Linked DNA regions of Triticum aestivum: region 1 is linked to region 2. The links are chromatin contacts, called in public Hi-C maps. All regions are on one chromosome and are shown on one strand. Each heading gives the region's core, a stretch centred on a gene start, on an enhancer-like site or on the middle of the called end of the contact. The rest is flanking DNA. Distances are from core to core; before and after follow the strand shown.

What was found. A called contact is a pair of places that touch in the nucleus more often than the background predicts.
Region 1: a contact with region 2 is called in a Hi-C map of leaf, with 6 times the contacts expected there. The contact joins the promoter of LOC123163796 here to the promoter of LOC123164546 in region 2. A contact is called at or near these places in 2 of 5 Hi-C or Micro-C datasets (both in leaf).

Annotation. Positions count from the first base shown.
Region 1 is chr7D:269,833,105-269,837,382 of IWGSC CS RefSeq v2.1, reverse strand. It overlaps LOC123163796 (28 kDa ribonucleoprotein, chloroplastic), which reads right to left and starts at 1,849. Exons shown (of 4, transcript XM_044581180.1): 1 at 1,390-1,849; 2 at 859-960; 3 at 195-476; 4 at 1-29. The coding sequence starts at 1,794.
Region 2 is chr7D:268,862,532-268,867,198 of IWGSC CS RefSeq v2.1, reverse strand. It overlaps LOC123164546 (cytochrome c1-2, heme protein, mitochondrial), which reads left to right and starts at 1,357. Exons shown (of 8, transcript XM_044582066.1): 1 at 1,357-1,522; 2 at 2,214-2,281; 3 at 2,667-2,869; 4 at 3,056-3,335; 5 at 3,424-3,495; 6 at 3,993-4,109; 7 at 4,197-4,262; 8 at 4,358-4,667. The coding sequence starts at 2,222. The coding sequence ends at 4,474.

The sequences.
Region 1 (4,278 bases), core at 600-3,099, 970 kb before region 2:
TTCACTCGGAGTGGGCGGCCATCCATCTCCTAGAGTTCATAACAACAACAAATTAGCATCAGTTTGGAACCTTCAATGTTTGCCATACACACTATGATAGTCAACAATTCTGGAGAAATTAGTTGCTTCCATGTTGCAGTCGTGCTGTTATGTAGTTTATGAAAATGATATAGTTATGCTGACGATGTTCTCACCTGTCCATCAAGCGCTGAAATAGCACTGTCAAGATCCTCCTTTGAAGCCATAGTTACAAAACCAAATCCTCGTGAACGCCCAGTTTCTCTGTCGTACACAACTGTAGCGTTAACTACTTCCCCATGCTCGCTGAACAATTGCACCAACCTAGAGTCTTCCGCTTGCCATGGCAGGTTACCAACATAAGCCCTGAAAGAAGATGCAAACTGTCGAGGAGGTCTCTCAACACGGGAGCCCCTTTGAGCTGCCCTGTTTACGTTCAGAAGCCTTCCACTGATGTCCTGTTAAACAGAAGGTAATCAGCCAGCTACTCAGCACAATGTGCAACTTATACATCATGTTGTACTATTTTCAGGTGTACTGCCCTTAGTTGTTCATCAAACATGATGTGCGATCTAAGAAACGGGATAAGGAATACAACCCCGTCAAGGTGATAATAATCCGTTTTTATCAAGTGGTACGTTCAAGTCGTCTCAAGGTGATAACATCCAATTTCTTGTGTAATGGCACCATATATAAATAACTTGAAGACAGGCAAGTGATGAAAAATACTCTAAACAATTTCATATGTTCAAGTTGGAGTATGAAATAAAATTTGATTATCTGTGAACTCTAAACAATTCAAAGAACTAAAAAGCAATGAGAAGATTGATATGCACTCACGTAGCGATTGAACGTCTCGATGGCTTTGTCAGCTTCCTCAATAGTACTCATGGTAACAAATCCAAATCCACGGCTCTGGCCTGACTCTCTGTTGTAAATGACCTGGAGTTGAACAAAGCAAGGTCAAAATAAGAAAATCAATCGAGCACTGCACACCCATTTATACAAATAATATCAGACACTACAATTCTCAAGCCTATATAAATAATGCAATTACTACAAGGTTCGACAATAGACAACAGAAGAACATGAATGAAAAAAAAACAGGACTCACGCCAACAGGGAAACAGAAAACAAGTCGTTTCTTGCAACTAGGAAGCTACCCTAAAATTAACAGTGGAAGCTACCCTAAAATTGCAGAGTATTTTGATACTCAGTGATATGCTTACCACTCAAATTAACATCGGATTACACAAACAGTCCCGAACTTGTGCAGGTACCAAAATGGTATTAACGGGGGAAATCGTACTTACGCGTTGCTGTTATTAATTTTAGCGGTAATTATTTTAGGTGTTGCAGTGGTAGGCTCACCTCGGCGACCTCGACGACGCCGGCCTGGTCGAAGAGCTGAGCGAGCCGCTCGCTGTCGACATCATACGGCAGGTTCCCGACGTACACCTTGGCCTCCTCGGGCGGCTCGGCTGCGTACCCCGCGTCCCCACCGGAGGCCGCCACCGCGGGCTCCTCCTCCGTCACCGTCTCTTCGGCTTCCTCCGCGTCGGCCCAGTCGAGGCCCGCCTCGGCGGCGTCGGAGGAGGCGACGAGGGGCGTAAGGGGGACGCGGGGGCGGGTGGAGCGGAGGAGCGGCGCGCGAGAGAAAATGAGTGGGAGGGAGGCGGATGCCGGGGCGAGCTTGTGTTGGGCGGGGAACGTGGGGTGGAAGAGGGAGGCGTCCGTGGCCGCGACCATGGCGAGTGTCATGGCGGAGGTGGCCATGGTGAAGGGGATAAGGGGGGGCACGCGAGGAGGGGAAGGGATTTGAGCTTGAGGTGCTCCGTCCTCCGAATTCCCTTTTTTATACACGCCGCGCTGGGCATTTGTCGGCTTTGATGGGCTTCCCACGGGCTTTCTTGTGAGCCTTTGGATTGTTCTTAGTCTTGGCCCCCAAATGACAAATATGTCAAACTAGCCCTAACAGAATATTTTCTCAAAAAGAAAAGCCCTATACACAGTAAGTCCAAGAAGAGCCCTATACGACGGGTGCCCCTATTTGGCGAGAGCCACTAACTAACGAGTGCTCATTCGGAAGCCTGCAAGGGTCATCTAGGGAGGCTGAGAGCGCGTCACTCGCGCTCAGCCACCGCCGCGTGTCACGCTCTAGGCGTCCTGCCGTTTTCTTTTTCGTACGCGTTTTTGGTTTTTTTAGGGTTTTTTGGCATTTTGATTTTTCACCGGTCTTTCTTAACTTTTGAAAAAATTAGAAACAAAATTATGTAAAAAAAACATGTTTTTTTTTGTTCTGCGAGAGGCAGGGTTTTGCTTCCGCCAGAGACACGCCATGCCTCTCTGAAACGAAAAAAAAACTTGTTTTTTTTTCTCCTTCTACAAGAGGCACGGCTTGCTTCGGCGAGAGGTGTCGTTTTGCATCCATGACATGCACGGCCCAACTAGCTCACTTTCGTTTCTGGGAAGGTTCTAGAACATCCAAACTTGTTTTTTTCCCTTGTTCTTTCTATTTGTTCATTTATCTTATAATTTTCGTTTTTTCATTTATTTTTCATTTTTTCTTTCCAAATTCACGAACATCTTCTAAAATCCGTGAACATTTTTCAAATCAGGTGTGAAAACTTTTTGAAACTCAAAATTTGTTCATCCACTTCATACAATGTTTATCATATTTAAAACATGTTCATCATTTTTTAAATGTTCATCGAATTCAAAAAAGTTCATGAATTCAGAATCCGTTCATCCAATTCAAAAATTATTCACTGAATATAAATTTTGTTCACGAAATACAAAAAATGTTCATCTAAATTAAAAAATCTTAATAAAAAATTCAATGTTTTTTTTCATCAAAACCAAAAATGTTTAAGTTTTTGAATTTTAGTGGACATTTTTCTGAATTCATGAACATCTTTTTGCATTGGTGAACATTTTTTTCAAGTCCTAAACCCTGAAGCGGCCCAAGTTCGAGCATGGGGGAGCCAGGGGTGCGCGCCGCACCTTTTCCCAGCGCGCAGCACGCAGAATAGGAGATCCCCCACCCGCGAGCGACAAATGGTCGTGCCTCTACTAAAGTCAGGGGCGAATGGGCCGGCCCATTTGGAGGCAATGAGCTCTAGACGAGTAAAAGAATCGCCAAAAAGTCATGTGCGAGCGAGAGCTCAAACTCGCGAGCTACCCCTCATAGAACCAGTGTAACTAACCAAACAAGCTGATGAGATCTAGTGATAGATTCAAGACGCGATAGTAGTATCAAACTTCTTTTGATTTTTTTTTGAAAAATACACATTGAACATTTTATAATATATGCTGAAAACTTTCTTGATGGAAATTTTAAATAATAGAAGAAGAACTTTTTTGCATTATATGATGAACTTCTAAAAAATATCACTATATGTGTTGCGCATTTTGTAATATACGTTGAAATTTTTTGAATCCGCATTGAACAATTGTTTAATATGCACTAAACAAATTTCAAAAACATAGTGAACATTTGTATATTCGATGAACAACTTCTAATATACCATGAAAATTTCCTTAACATACGATGAACATTTTTGTAACACGTAATGAATTTTGTATAATACAGGGGAAAAGAAACACAAAAGAAAAGACAATAAAACAAAAAAAATAAAAAATAAAGCAAAGCTATCGTGGGCCAGCCCAAACATGGGCGTCGTGAGGCCGAGCTTCAGCGAAGCCATGATGTTTTGACGAGTCTCAAATAAGAATCGCCTGAATTCCCTATTTGTTGCTTATTACGGCAAACTGCCGACACTTCGCACAAGGCAAGTGGCCGACCGACGCGTTTGGGCCTGACCATTTTTGTACATAGTATAGATAGCGTGGGAACTACCCCATGGTTTTGGAAACGTTCTAGAAGGTCCCTTGAACCAAAATTTTCTTTCTTTTACTGTTTTTCGGTTTCCTTTTTCTTTACTTTTGTTTTTATGTTTCGGTTTCTTTTCTTTTCCTTGTTTATGTTTTTTTGTTTTCCCTTTCTGTCACTCTTTTTTAAGTTCATTTTTCTTTTTCAAAAAGTATTCACGTTTTCAAAATTGTTTCGAATTTCTAAAAAAACATCATTTTTCCAAAATTAAAAAATATTCATGTTTTTTCAAAACATGCTCATGGTTCTGAAATTTTTTTGTGTTTCCAAAATTTAAAAGAAAACATGTTTTCAAATTTTGTTAATAAAGGAAAATATTTTTGATTATTTGAAAAACATCATGTTTTTAAAAGTGTTCAGAATGTTTA
Region 2 (4,667 bases), core at 108-2,607:
TACGATATTATAACTTCTCCATGGCTTATACCATCAATACACTCCATAGTTCCATCAAAACAAGCAAAAGAATGCATCAGAATCTGCCAAAAACAGGACAGTCTGTAGTAATTTAGACTTTGCCCATACTAAAAATTCTGAAAAATTAGGAAAAATGAAATATTTGCACAACAGTACTGTGTAAAAATTTCAGAAACTTTTGACGTTCCACAAAAAATGTAAATTCACGGACTACAGCCAAAGTTTCTGTTTTTGCACCGCACATACCAAACAAGCAATCTAATCATCCTAAAGGCAAATCTTGGCACATTATTTTTATAATACAACGGATTTGTACAAAGGGATATTTTTTTAATTTTTTAATGTAATCAAGGTTCACAAAGTTTTCATGGGCATGAACAAAGTTCAAGGCTAGCTCCCACATTAACAATGCTCGTCTCTCTCACTTTCACTTTTCTTTTTGAAAAAGTTTTAGATTCTCCTCTATACTTTTTGTTTTTAAACTTTATAAAAGCACACAACAGACTAAAATGACTCTCTAAAACTTTCGGGTTGTCTCCCTGGCAGCGTTTTCTTTAAAGCCATTAAGTTGAGGGGGTGGTGGCGGTTATGGTGGTGATCGTGGTGGCCGAGGTGGTGGTGTTGATTTATTTTGATGGCCGAGGGGGTGATGGCGGTGATGTAGTGGCCGAGGTGGTGTTGATGGTGGCCGAGAGGATGGTGGCGTTAATTTCTTCGCCGACGAACTCGTTTGAGTGGTGGTGACCGAGGGGACGGTGGTGCATGCCATTGGTTGGCTCAATCCACAACATATACATATTATGTTTGTGGTGATTTTGGATCAATCATTGTGTTTGAAGCGATGTGTTTTGGGAACTTTGCATGTTTTAATTTAAAAACTCGATGATGAAACTTCATGTTATGTACATGTTTTAATTTGAATGTTTTTAAAATATATATTGTATAGTGCTTGAAGTTCATGTAGCTATGACCCCAAATCTATCTATAGAAGATCGGCTAGGTGCGTCGTTGGTGAAGTAAAAATTTACTCCCTCCGTCCGAAAATATTTATCACCAGAATGAATAAAAAGGAATGTATTTAGATGTATTTTAGTTTTAGATACATCTTTTTTTGTCCATTTTAATGACATGTATTTTCGGACGGAGGGAGTACTTGGCTAACTTTACTCCGCCCGGTAGCGTTAGAAATGCCCCTTTTCGCTCTTTTCAACACACAATGTGCGGGACCGATCCGCGACCTCAGGCCTTTGGGCCGGGACGGCACGGCCCGCCCAGATGGCCAGGTTCGGCTCAACCTGACTACCCGAGGCAAACGGCCCATACGAGATCCTCGGGGCCCGCGTGTCAGCGTCATGCCCCCCAAAGCCTCCTCACTCTCATCGCGTCCCTCACATCGCCACAAAGCCTGCGCCTCCATCCACCTCCCTCCCACACGCTCCCCACCCCCCGCGCCGCCGCTCGTCGGAGCCCCGCCTCGCCGTGTCAAGCCCGCTACCAATCGGTAACTGTGCTATGCCCTTCACTGCTTTCTACCCGTCCCTCCCGTTTCAGCAATATATTAGCCCGATCTGGTGATCTGCTCCGGTCGTCGCGCGGTTGCGCACGGGCGATCCGGTCAACGTCTCGGGGGTGAGTGGTAATCGAGCGCGTAGATAGATCGCGGCGTTTCCTCTGCGAATCTGATACATTCGGGCTGTCGCGCCGTAGTCGTACCGTTACCAATAGCGCGTCTCGGTTTAGATCTCCCAGGGGATTGGTGTTACTGCTTGCGAACTGTAGATATGGAATTGGCACCCGCCACACTTCGGTGAATCTGATCCATTTAGGGTCGTTACAGTCCTGTTTTCCCCCCGTTCATTTCGTGTGGAGATCATCATACTTTACTGCCAAGCCTGGTCCAGTGTATGATCTAATATCTGTTGAGATTTGTTAGTTTCTAATCTGAAGTAACTGCCCAGAATTTTATTTCGAGATTTGGGCTTGACGTTGCAACATATCCTTGTGATTATTGGGTTTGTACTTTGTGCCACGATTTTCTTCCAATCCTCTCCAATATGATGGCTTGGATAATGTAAATGCAATCACAATTATTCAATTTATCGCTGGCAAGTTTGCATCTATTGTCTGTTGCTTTTGTGATATCACACGAGTCCAACTTGTTTCTATAACACAGCTTGTAATCTTTGACGCAGAGCCCTGAATGGCTGCCGGCAGGGGCATTAACCAGCTTCTGAGGAAAACTCTTCAGAGCCAGTCTTCTGTAAGTGCTTTCTCAGAACTCCCGCTTTGGTATGCATTCTATTGGAAAACTAGTCCAGTATCTAGCCCCGTTATTGTTTGTTTTATTAGTTTCCACGGTTGTACTGAAGTTATCACATTACTGTTCCATATGCTGGGAATAAATCCTTGGCATGCTTAGTCTGTATTTTGTTTTTTTCTGTAGAGAAACCAGTTATTGCTCAAATGCTGCATGTTTTTTTTGGGTGAGGGTTAAACGTTTGGCAGGATTACCTTTTCGTGTAAAGTAGAATGGATAGTTCTCAATGCCGGACTTTCGGTTGGGTCAAGCCATCATCTAGTTAATACTTAATACTACTATTTACGCGCTACGACTGCTCGTTCTAACATTATAATATTTTTTCCAGGGCTCATCTCTGCTTTCTTCATTTCGGGGAAAGCATGAAGAGTCCTCTGCTGGACTGAGAGCATTGGCTCTTCTTGGAGTTGGTGCTTCTGGTCTTTTAAGTTTTGGTACGATAGCATCTGCAGATGAAGCTGAGCACGGTTTGGCGGCTGCAGAGTACCCCTGGCCGCATGCTGGCATCCTTAGCTCATATGATCATGCATCGTAAGTCGCCCATTTGTGCTTCTTTTATTTTGTAGATGTAGCTATGTGTTTAGTGTGTCACATTAAGATTAATATTATGAACAAAATATCGGCTGTCCTAATGTATTTTCCCAGTAAGATAGTGAAAAAAAGTTGGGGCATTCATTTTGAACTGTAACGCCTTATACAAATAAAATCTATGAGCAGAATCCGCCGTGGACATCAAGTTTACCAGCAAGTGTGTGCATCTTGTCACTCCATGTCATTGATTTCATACCGTGATTTGGTTGGGGTGGCCTATACTGAGGAGGAAACTAAGGCAATGGCTGCTGAAATTGAAGTGGTTGATGGTCCTAATGATGAGGGTGAAATGTTCACACGTCCTGGCAAGCTGAGTGATCGCTTCCCGCAGCCTTATCCAAATGAACAAGCAGCCCGATTTGCAAATGGTGGGGCATATCCCCCAGATCTCAGCCTTATCACGAAGGTAACAATTGCCCATCTCTTTGCATTGCAGTGGTGTAATCTTTCATCCCAAACTTTTAACTTACTGTGTTTGATTCATATGAGCTCAGGCAAGGCACGATGGCCAGAACTACGTGTTTGCTCTTCTTACTGGTTACCATGACCCACCTGCTGGTGTTCAGGTAAGCCTCCTGTATGCCTTTTGGCTCCATCGTGTAGCTTAGGTTTGTACTTTCTTTCTGTATTCTCTCTCAGTACCTGCATTAATAAGTTGCTAAGGCACATGGTATGCAATCATATGGATACATTTCACACCAACACACGAATACATTCCACAATTAGGATTTTTGGCTAGCCTGAGAAGACATAACACACGAATACATTCCACAATTAGGATTTTTGGCTAGCCTGAGAAGACTTATTTACCTTCCCTGCCAATGTTTATTGTTTCTGCTGAATATTCTATGATGGTTGCAGTACTTTATACACTTACTGAAAAAGCTTCTTTTATTTATCATCTAGCAAGAGGCTGCTAACTATAATAATTGTTGTAAACCTGTAAATTTTCGTACTGTTTACTCCTTTTTTTGTAATTTCTCCTCTGTTGTAATAGTTAGCAACAGGCTGCTAATAGACTCTTTTGGCATTAGTAAACTTATTCTGACTGATTAAATTGTAGATTCGTGAGGGTCTGCATTACAATCCCTACTTCCCTGGTGGTGCCATAGCCATGCCTAAGATGCTTATGGATGGAGCTATTGAGTATGAAGATGGTACTCCTGCAACTGAAGCTCAGGCATGTTGTTTAAACCTTTGTTGAGCCCTTAATGCGTAAATTGTTGTCTTATTGTGCTAACACCGAAGCATTAAATTTCTATCGCAGATGGGCAAGGATGTTGTGTCATTCTTGTCGTGGGCTGCTGAGCCTGAAATGGAAGAGAGGAAACTGGTAACTACCTGACATTTCACTCATGTAAAAGTTACAAACCCTTTTAGTTGTCCATTTCTGATGTGCCTAATACCTACATCATTTTTTTCTTCTAGATGGGTGTCAAATGGATCTTCCTACTGTCACTTGCTCTTCTCCAAGCCGCATACTACCGTCGCATGAGGTGGTCCGTCCTCAAGTCCCGCAAGCTGGTCCTGGACGTCGTCAACTGATGACCATTGTTTCTTCTTTTTATTGCAACGTTGAGGCTTTAAGCAGAAGCGATCGAAATAATGACTTCCGTTGTATATTTTTGCTACTGGGGTTGTCTCCCATCATACCTTGGGTACAATCTCTTTTGTTTTCTTCCTCTGCTGCAAAAGCATTTCTCCAAGGAGCAGTTATTTTCAAATATTTTTTGCCAGT